2 separate regions of the Mus musculus genome follow, and region 1 is linked to region 2. Evidence: chromatin contacts called from public HiChIP or PLAC-seq data. All regions are on one chromosome and are shown on one strand. The core of a region is the stretch at or near the end of the contact, and the rest is flanking DNA. Distances in the headings are between cores, read along the strand shown.

Evidence for each region. HiChIP or PLAC-seq counts read pairs in DNA pulled down with a chosen protein or histone mark.
Region 1: an H3K27ac HiChIP or PLAC-seq map of large pre-B cells shows a contact between it and region 2, with 6 times the contacts expected there. The contact joins two enhancer-like sites. A contact is called at or near these places in 7 of 39 promoter capture datasets (the C10 cell line, cranial neural crest, embryonic stem cells and 4 more) and 3 of 115 datasets of contacts at active chromatin or transcription factors (embryonic stem cells, large pre-B cells and pancreatic cancer cells).

Annotation. Positions count from the first base shown.
Region 1 is chr6:117,871,075-117,876,440 of GRCm38.p6, forward strand. Zfp239 (zinc finger protein 239) reads left to right here. Exons shown (of 4, transcript NM_001001792.2): 4 at 1-1,692. The coding sequence starts at 229. The coding sequence ends at 834. Among named protein-coding and RNA genes, the nearest start is that of Gm38882, 5.9 kb to the right of the region's middle. Within about 2 kb of position 3,732, at least 38 of the 459 cell types and tissues checked have an H3K27ac peak or open chromatin away from gene starts, as enhancers often do. A contact at or near this core is called in pre-B cells, where this site is marked.
Region 2 is chr6:116,187,845-116,192,568 of GRCm38.p6, forward strand. The region is part of intron 1 of Tmcc1 (transmembrane and coiled coil domains 1); the gene reads right to left. Among named protein-coding and RNA genes, the nearest start is that of Tmcc1, 3.2 kb to the right of the region's middle. Within about 2 kb of position 1,772, at least 11 of the 459 cell types and tissues checked have an H3K27ac peak or open chromatin away from gene starts, as enhancers often do. A contact at or near this core is called in pre-B cells, where this site is marked.

The DNA of each region.
Region 1 (5,366 bases), core at 2,482-4,981, 1.7 Mb after region 2:
GTGATTCCTAGGAGATGCTTATCACCAACCCAGATGGTCACCTCTTCAAGAAAATCCCCACTTCAGAACAACTGTGCACGCGTGATCGGTGTAGTGAGGATTTCATTCAGAGCTCAGAACTGATGAGTCATCAGAGAGACCACCTGAAAGAAAAAGCCTGCGGGCGGGAGCATTGTGGCAGGGCCTTCACTGGCCAATCAAGTCCCGTTTCCGCATCAGGCAGTCCACATGGCTGAGAAACCTTACAAATGCGACAAGTGCGGGAAGGGTTTCACCAGGAGCTCGAGTCTGCTTGTCCATCATTCCGTCCATACCGGTGAGAAACCTTTCAAGTGTGACAGGTGTGGGAAGGGCTTCAGCCAGAGCTCAAAGCTCCACATCCACAAGAGAGTCCACACCGGTGAGAAGCCGTATGCGTGCGAGGAGTGCGGTATGAGCTTCAGTCAGCGATCCAACCTGCACATCCACCAACGTGTCCACACCGGAGAGAGGCCCTACAAGTGTGGGGAGTGCGGAAAAGGCTTCAGCCAGAGCTCGAACCTCCACATCCACCGGTGCACCCACACGGGAGAGAAGCCGTACCAGTGTTACGAATGTGGGAAAGGCTTCAGCCAGAGTTCAGACCTTCGGATCCACCTCCGAGTACACACCGGGGAAAAGCCCTACCACTGCGGCAAGTGTGGGCAGGGCTTCAGCCAGAGCTCCAAACTCCTCATCCATCAGAGAGTCCACACGGGTGAGAAGCCGTATGAGTGCAGCAAGTGTGGCAAGGGCTTCAGCCAGAGCTCGAACCTCCACATCCACCAGCGGGTTCACCGCAAGGAGCTTCACTAAGTAACATGAGCCCACTCAGAAGACTTTTATTGTAAAGATAAATATTTTTCACGACCGAGTGTGCATATCAGAGGTAGCATGCTTGCCTAGCATGTATCAGTCCCTGAGTTTGAGCCCTGATACGCCCCCACCCACACACACACACACACGGTTTCCAGCTTATTAATACTTTGTGCATGTTAGGAATGTGTGTTCATGCAGAGAGGGGTATGTGTGTTGTGCTGGTGTGTGCATGTATGTGTGCACGCACGTGTGTGGACGTCTGAGGATATCTCAGATACTACATTCTGTATGTGAGACTAGGCATCTGTCTGTCACACATGGTGTGTAATGTCACCAAGTAAGCCAGGCCAGAGTCCCATGGATCTAACTGTCTCCACTTCCCAGCTCACCGTGGCTAGGGTTGCGGATGTGTGCCACCACATCCAACCTTTTTATGTGGATTCTGTCTCAAGCTTTCTAGACAAGAGCTTTGCTGCCTAAGCTATGTCCCAGGGCTCCAGTTTAATACTTTAAACTCTTACGTTTGAATTCCTCAAAGGAAAGAAATAGTTAAGGGTTATTCCGATATAGCCCCTCACAGAAGAAATCAATCCGAGTACTCAGCACATTTTATGTTATACAGTGAATGGGTTACTCTGGTTTCTCATATGGGTAGAGTGTATAATGCAATTCTGCCAGTGTTGTTAGAATTATATTCTACATTTTTTAACTGCAAGAACTCTGTATTTTTCCAAGCACAGCATGGTTCCCTTCATTCATATTCTCTGAGAAATTGGAATTCATGTTTCCTCTGAAATTATGTGCCTTGTTTTTCATATTCCATTTAAGTCCTAAATAGCTCTCTTTAAACTGTGACCGTCCAATGTGTTCATTTGAGGGTGGGGTGGGGGAGCTGGAGGTATAACGGGCATGGTGACCTGTTGTGTTTAGTACAAAAATGTGCATCAGTTTGCACTCACACTACAGGAAGTGCTCCCCACATACTACTATGGTGGAAAGTCCACTCAGTCCCTCCTCTCTGGCAGCTGTTCAGGAATGTAAATAATTAGTTTTTAACGAGTGAAGGTAGTTTCTTGGGGATGCTTCCATGATAAAAACAATGGAGAAATCCTGAAGCAACAGAGCCAAAATAGGAGAGTAAACCTAGCATTGGGTGCTACGGAGAATAGATGATCCAGTGGAAGAGGAGAAACAGTACGTGGGGAACATGAGGCAGCCAATTAGAGGCTTCAGAAATGTGAAGAATATGTGGCAGCCAATCAGAGGTGTCAAAAACATGGGAACCATGTGGCTGTCAATCAGAGGCTCTGAAACCATACTAAGACTGATAAAGTGGCCATGTGGATCAATGAAACAAAAAATAAAACTCACTTCAACATGTCAGCCCACACGACTACAGGCTACAGCTACCAGGCTTTTTTTTTTTTCCTTTAATATTTATTTATTAAACCGGGCGTGCTGGAGCACGCCTTTAATCCCAGCACTCGGGAGGCAGAGGCAGGCGGATTTCTGAGTTGGAGGCCAGCTTAGTCTACAAAGTGAGTTCCAGGACAGCTAGGGCTATACAGAGAAACCCTGTCTCGAAAAAAAAAACAAAAACAAAAACAAAAACAAAAAAAACCAACAAAAAACAAAAAGATTTATTTATTATATGTAAGTACACTGTAGCTATCTTCAGACATTCCAGAAGAGGGAGTCAGCTCTCTTTTTTTTTTTTTTTTTTTTTTTTTTTTTGGATTTTTCGACACCACGCCCGGCTGGGAGTCAGATCTCTTTAAGGATTTTAAGGAAGGTTGTAAGCCATCATGTGGTTGCTGGGACCCGAACTCAGGACCTTCGGAAGAGCAGACTGTGCTCTTAACCGCTGAGACATCTCCCTAGTCCCTCTACCAGGCTTTTTTCAAAGATCCCCCAAAATAATCATTGGTAAAAAGACATCTCTTCAACAAGTAGCACAGGGGAACTAGAGTCCAATGTCTCACTCTGCCCCAAAGTCAACTCTAAGAAGTCGTGGGCTTTTTCTTTTTTCTTTTAGGCACGGTTTCACTGTGTTCTGATTGCACAGGCACTCACTATGTGGGTCAGGCTTACTTCATTGATTAACACATTGTCTAAAAGTGTTAATCAGTGTCTAAAAGAAAAAAGAAAGAAACCACAAAATGGCTGATATCAGTTCTCTTCTGAAAAGTCAGAGCAATGTGAAGAGCAGGAAAGGCCTTACACCTATTTCAGTCCTCCTGCCTCAGCCTTCCAAGCAGCTGGGATTATAGACACCCATTGTCTTCTGCTATACTCAGCAAGGAGCAAATAGTATTTGTAACCAGAGAAGTCCACAGAGCCCCTAAAAATCCCAGCACTTGGGAGGCAGAGGCAGGTGGATCTCTGAGTTCAAGGCCAGCCTGGTCTACAGAGTGAGCTCCAGGACAGCCAGGGCTACACAGAGAAACCCTGTCTGGAAAAAAAAAAAAAAAAAAAAAAAAAAAAAAAAACCTAAAACAAAAACAAATCAGAAACAAAAACAAACAAACAAACAAAAAAACAGAAGGCTTTCAGAATCATGCAGAAATGCCTGGCCTCTGTCACCATGACAGTGAGAGCAAAGATGAGGTGAAGCCAGCTGCAGGTGACAATCTGAATTCAAGTTCAATCTCCCAATCCCACATGGTGGAAGGAGAGATGCTAAACAAGAGAAAGGGGCAGGCTTGGGCAACAGACAAGGTTTGATCACATAGTTTAGGTCTTCTGAACATTTAAGAGGATATGCAGACAGAATGGATGGAGCATAACTAGAGAGATTACCAAGAAAGATCGGCCCCCAGGGAGGACTGATGAGAACACTGCTCAGAGAGGAGGCTGAGACAGAGAGTGAACACAAGACAGGAAGTGCTAACAGACCATACAACCCAACCATTCAGACATGGGAAGAAAGGGTTAGACCTGTGTATGACGAGGAAGGACCTTAAAGAGCATGTGGCACCCTGGAAGTCAAGGAAAAGAATCAAAAGAAAAAGCAATCAATGGGCTAGAAGACCATGTGCAAAATGACAGACTTAGTCCTGGGAAGTCACCTCTGATATCTAGTGAAATATTAAGAGACAGGACAAAGCTAAGGCTTTTAGTCCCTCCCATGCGGCTGACCTCTGGTTCATCTTCACACAGAGACAGGAAGCAAGACTAACTATAAAAAGCCTTTAGTGTGACTGAGGTCATGTGAACCCTGTACAAGTCACACTCTATTGCTGAACAAGCACCACCTTTCACCTATCTAGGGATGACAAATGGTGTGCCTAGGAGGAAACAGCCATACCTATGTTCTAAAGGACAAACTCAAACACAGTAATTAAGTCTGGAACTTTTTTTTAAAAATCTACATAAAGAAGGCTAAGAATGTAGCTATGGCCTAGTGAGGCATTCTTTTTTGTTTGTTTGTTTGTTTGTTTTCTTTTTTGTTTTTTGGTTTTTTGAGACAGGGTTTCTCTGTATAACCCTGGCTGTCCTGGGACTCACTTTGTAGGCCAGGCTGGACTCAAACTCAGAAATCTGCCTGCCTCTGCCTTCTGAGTGTTGGGATCAAAGGCGTGCGGCTTTAGTGTGGCATTCTTATACCCAATCAACCAGAGAGAAAGAGGCAGGGAGGATCAGAAGTTCAGTTATCTACAAAACGTGGAGGGATACATAAATTACAAAAAAGAGGGCTGGCAAGATGGCTCAGCAGGTAAGAGCACTGACTGCTCTTCTGGAAGTCCTGCGTTCAAATCCCAGCAACCACATGGTGACTCACAACCACCCATAATAAGATCTGACGCCCTCTTCTGGTATGTCTAAAAACAGCTACAGTGTATGTATAATAATAAATCTTTGGGTCGGAGCAAGCAGGGACTGAGCGAGCACAGTTGACAGGAGCAAGTGGGGCTGACCGGAATAGCAGAGGTCCTAACAAAATTCAACTCCCAACAACCACACGAGGGCTCACAACCATCTGTACAGCTACAGTGTACTCACATACATATAGTAAATAAATCTTTAAATAAAATAAAATAAATTACAAAAAAGAAACTGTAGACCCCAGATACATTTCCTGGAGAACTTGATAAGAAATTAAGGAATAATTAGTGGAGAACAATAAGGAGTGGAGAGATGGCACAGCAGATAATGCTTGTCACCAATCCTGGTGACCTGAGTTTGACCTCCAGAACCTGAATGTGAATGTGGAAGAAACCCTAGACACACACACACAAAAGTAAATTTAATTTAAGCCAGGTGTGATGGCACAAGTCTTAAATCCTAGCACTCAGGAGGCAGAGGCAGGCAGATAACTGAGTTCAAGGCCATCCTGGTCTATAGCATTCCGGGACAGCCTTGGCTACACAGAGAATCCCTGTCTTGAAAAACAAAAGCAAACAAAACAAAAACCCCAGCATCCCTTAGGAACTTGTGAAAGGTTTTTGGTCTCCAAAAGAAGACTCTCCCCCAGCTATTCGGCTATAGCATTATGGTGTAATCTGCATAATTTGTCCACCCTAATCTCT
Region 2 (4,724 bases), core at 522-3,021:
ACTGAATTGCTACAGTCTTGACAGCTGGTAAGAATAATATTCTAGGTGTTTGGAAAGATGACTACGTGGTTAAGAGCACTTAGTAGAAGACTCACATCCAACTGCCTGTAACTCTCGCTTCAGAGAATCTGATGCCTACTTCTGGCCTCCACAGGTAAATGCACTCAAATGGACATACCCAAACCCAAACACATACACATACACAAGTTTTTCTAAAAAATTATGTTTAACCTCTGTGATCTTCCTTCCAAAGCCACATTACACACCTGTCTAACTATGACAGAAACAGACAAACCCTAATTGAAAGGCATGCTACAAAAACATCTGAGCAGTCATTTCAAAAGTATAAGAAATGACTGGGAAATTATCCCAAGCAAAAGAAGAGGGGAGATGGAAAAACTACTGAGTGTAATGAGGTATCCTTGGTGGGATCTAGGGATTGGAAAGGGGCATTAGGAAAAGGGCTGGAAAGAGAGAATTTAATAATAATCTATTAATATTGATTCATTAAATGTAACAAAAGCACATTAATGTAAGATGCTGAGGCCGGGCGTGGTGGTGCACGCCTTTAATCCCAGCACTCAGGAGGCAGAGGCAGGCGGATTTCTGAGTTCGAGGCCTGCCTGGTCTACAAAGTGAGTGCTAGGACAGCCAGGGCTACACAGAGAAACCCTGTCTCAAAAAAAACCAAAAAAAAAAAACAAAAAAACAAAAAACAAAAACAAGATGCTGATAAAAGAGAAAACAGTACAAGAGAGTCAAGAATTCTCAGTTCTAGCTTCATAATACTTCTGGAAATCCAATAGTACCCTTAAAATAAGTTTAATTTTAAAGAATTAAAAAAAAAAAACACTTTGTGATGGAATATATGCCTGCTATTTTACTCAGTGGATCTGAGACACAGAAACACAGAGACAGACAGACATGTACACACAGAAGGAGACAAACACATACACAGTCACAAACACACACATACACATACACCAAAAGAAAAGCTATAAATGTTACTTGGTAGTAGAGTGCTTGCCTAGCATGCACAAGGCTCTGGGTGCGATCCCCAGAACCACAAAAGAAAAGAAAAATGCCTAAAATATGATCTTTGCTTTCATGAAGGTCTCAATGTGAAGTAGTGATAGTGCATGAAACAGAATATAAGAAAGCATTAAAGGACAGAAGTGACAGTGGAGAGACATAAAGTCTGCACCTGATCACAGCCAAAAGTCTGAGAAGTGGTAGGAGTATAAAGTGGTAGGAGTATAAAGTGGTAGGAGTATAAAGTGGTAGGAGTATAAAGTGGTAGGAGTATAAAGTGGTAGGAGTATAAAGTGGTAGGAGTATAAAGTGGTAGGAGTATAAAGTGGTAGGAGTATAAAGTGGTAGGAGTATAAAGTGGTAGGAGTTTTAAGCGAAGGCTTCAGGAAGAAGATCAAACTTGAGTTTGCATCATAACATATACTTCAGGGCACCAAAGTGAAGAAGTGATAAACAGAAACATATATAAGAACAATCCATATAGTAAAGTAACTAGAAAAAGGCAAACAGAAATGAAAAAAATAGAAAATGTAAAAACATCTCCCTTTGATAGAAAAACAAACAAAAAGCATCCCTAAAATGTAAAAAGTTGAATGGCAACACAATGGCAATGCTCAAATACTTTAAGAGCCATGTGGCAAAAATAATCATCATGCACCCATTTAACACACAAGTGACTTCTGTAAGATGTGACCAATAGTCAAGGCAAAGAAAGTGACAGCTGTTCCCTAGAGCCATAACAGGAAATACCAAGAGGGAAAGACAGGAAGCAGGTGGCCAAGTTTTTCTCAACTTTTCACAGGACCGGATACATATATTGCTACTTTTTGTCCCATGCATGTCCTTACCTACAAGTCACCTTAATATTCACAGGAAGCTATAAGCATTTATTAATGTGATGTAGACTTAATGTAACAATAGAATTAAAGTCTGAATGAAGCTAGCAATCCATCGGAATTCTCCATTTCCCACACTCTGCTAGAGATTAGGTAACTATTTTTAAAAGCAAAGGGTTTGGAGGCCTGCATATCTGCATAAAAATTCCTTTCTCCTGTTTCTTCCTCCAGTGAAGCTCGGAGTCTCCAAAAACTCTAAATGATTATATATACAAAAAATGCACACTATTTTCTGAGCAGTTTAAAGGGTTGTCAAGTACAGTTTGCACTCTATGTGAGTGATTTTTGTCCACACACCAATGTTGAAGCCTAAGCCTGGAATGAGGTACAACCACCTGCAGGTTCCCTCCCAGGTAAAAAGATCAATCTCACAGAACGAATATTGTAATAGTTACATTTATAACAGCATAGACTACCTGGAAGTCATGAATTTTTTTATCATTAAAGCTGTTCATATATAGGCTAGAAAACCACTCTGAACATTTAAAGAAAGCAACTACGTGAGAATTATTTTTTTTTAACTTGTAAGATTTTATAATAACTAGGCATGGTGGTGAACAGACAGAAGCTCTGAGCTCTTCAAGGCCAGCTTGGTCTACATAGCTCTAGAATAGCAAGGGCTACAGAGAGAAACCCTGACTCAAAAAAAAAAAAAAATCTCAGCCGGGTGTGGTGGTGCATGCCTTTAGTCCCAGCACTCGGGAGGCAGAGGCAGGCAGATTTCTGAGTTCGATGCCAGCCTGGTCTACAGAGTGAGTTCCAGGACAGCCAGAGCTATACAGAGAAACCCTGTCTCAAAAACACAAAAACAAAAAAAATTCTTTAACAAGATTTTTTACAATTGATGGGGAACAGCAATAAACTAGTGGAATATAACAGGATGAAAAGACCCAAAGGTTGGGCCAGTGAAATGGCTTAGTGAATAAAGGTGCTTACTGCTAAGCCTCCTCTGACCTCCACACACATGCCATGCTATACATGGAGTACATACATACATACATACATACAGGCACAAAAGCAAGAAGAGCATGGTGTATGGGGACTTCGATGCAAGGAACATGGTCATTTCTTCACACTTCCACCTGTCAGAAAAGCTCTTCCATCTTTCAGGCCATAATTCAAGTTCTCCCTAGCAAGGCTTCTCTCAGCAACCCTCCACCTAGCCCCTAGTTACTTGTCACACTAGTGTTTTCTTTGTTTTGTTTGTTGTTTGTTTGTTTTTATCATAATCCTCATTAGGGACCTGCAAACTTTTTCTATAGAAATCTAGTTTCAGCTTGCCCCAGGTTTCTAAGTGGCTTGTAAACCAAGATTAGTTTTACATGTTTACATGGTTGAAAGAGGAAAGGACGAGCATTTCATGATATGTGAAAATTCAAACTTCAGGGTCTAAGTTTAACTGGAAAATAGACATGCCAGTTTACTTTCTGTCTGTTGCTGCACATACTGAAACAATAACTGCATGGCTACAACAGAGGCTGTGTGCCTCAAAGCTAAAATATTTACTTTCTTCTTCACAAACAAACAAACAACAAACCCAAAGCGCTTACTGCCTGCTGTCCTCTAGTCACTGAAATGGTCATGCCTGCTTATTTGTTGTCTATGCCTCTGCTCCACACCCAGAATGCAGCTCACTGAGGCAGAAGCCTTGTTCTGTTCCTTTATTATAATCTAAAAAGAATTCTGGGCCAGAGTAAAGGCTCAGTAAATATCTGGTGAATGAGTGAATGGTTCATAAATGTTCTTGGGTTTATGCTTTCTCCTATAGAAAAGGGCTATCATTCCAGTAGAGATGAACCAAACAGTTCAAATTGCTGGTGTTCACCAACTAGTCCAAGACACTGAAACTCCAAGAGGTTTATGCTCATGAAAGACTCAACAACTGAGAGGTGACATAACACTGTCACTGTTTGTGCTTCTGTTTATCTTAAGATGCAAATACTCTGAGAAATCTCATTTCCTATACAGAGTACATGGTACTGATATCCCGTCAAGTCTTTAATAAGCGTCCATAATGACAAGATATCTAGATCATGTGCTAATGAATTTTTAATATCTAGAATTTTCCTATGGGGCTCATCAACTATCTAGTCTGTAAGCAGATGAGAATTCTTTAGAAATTAAAAGGTTACCACCCACAAACCAGAAGCAGCTTTTTAATCTTTCTCTACTAGCCAGAGAGTGGGTGTGTAAGTTCAAAAAACACAACCAATTCTGTTGGTGGAGGGCAAGGTACTGTTGATCTAAAATCCCACCTCTAAGTATCTCTGTTACGAGACACTGATAAAACTACCACCCACTCACAATTTCAGTCTCAATCTGTAAATGAAAGTTGGGGGGTAAGACCCCAGGTCCTGGAGGATTTTATATCTTACCATTTCTATTAAGGTTTTCCTCCAAGCTTTGTGACAATTTCTTTATGCAAATTCTATACACTCAAAGACAAAGGTTTAGTTTAATTTCTAAAATTTAAGATACAGGACAGGGAGAGGAACAAATCAAACTTGTGCTATATTCTAAAGTTGTTACCTGCTTTTTCAATCTTGGGGTTTTTACTGTGTTTGTTTTCTTTCTATTTTTCTTTTTTCCTTAAAAGAAAAGCCAATTTAGGAATTCCAGGGACGCATGTGCACATGGATCTTTTGACAACTATGTCAGGCTATGACAACAACCATTTTAGAAGGGGTGCATGGTAGTCGTTTTTTTTTTTTTTCCAATAAAACCTAAGCCTGGACATTGGTTATGATCTATGAAGACTAAGGTAAAACGTGACACCAGAGCACAGAGAGATATTCT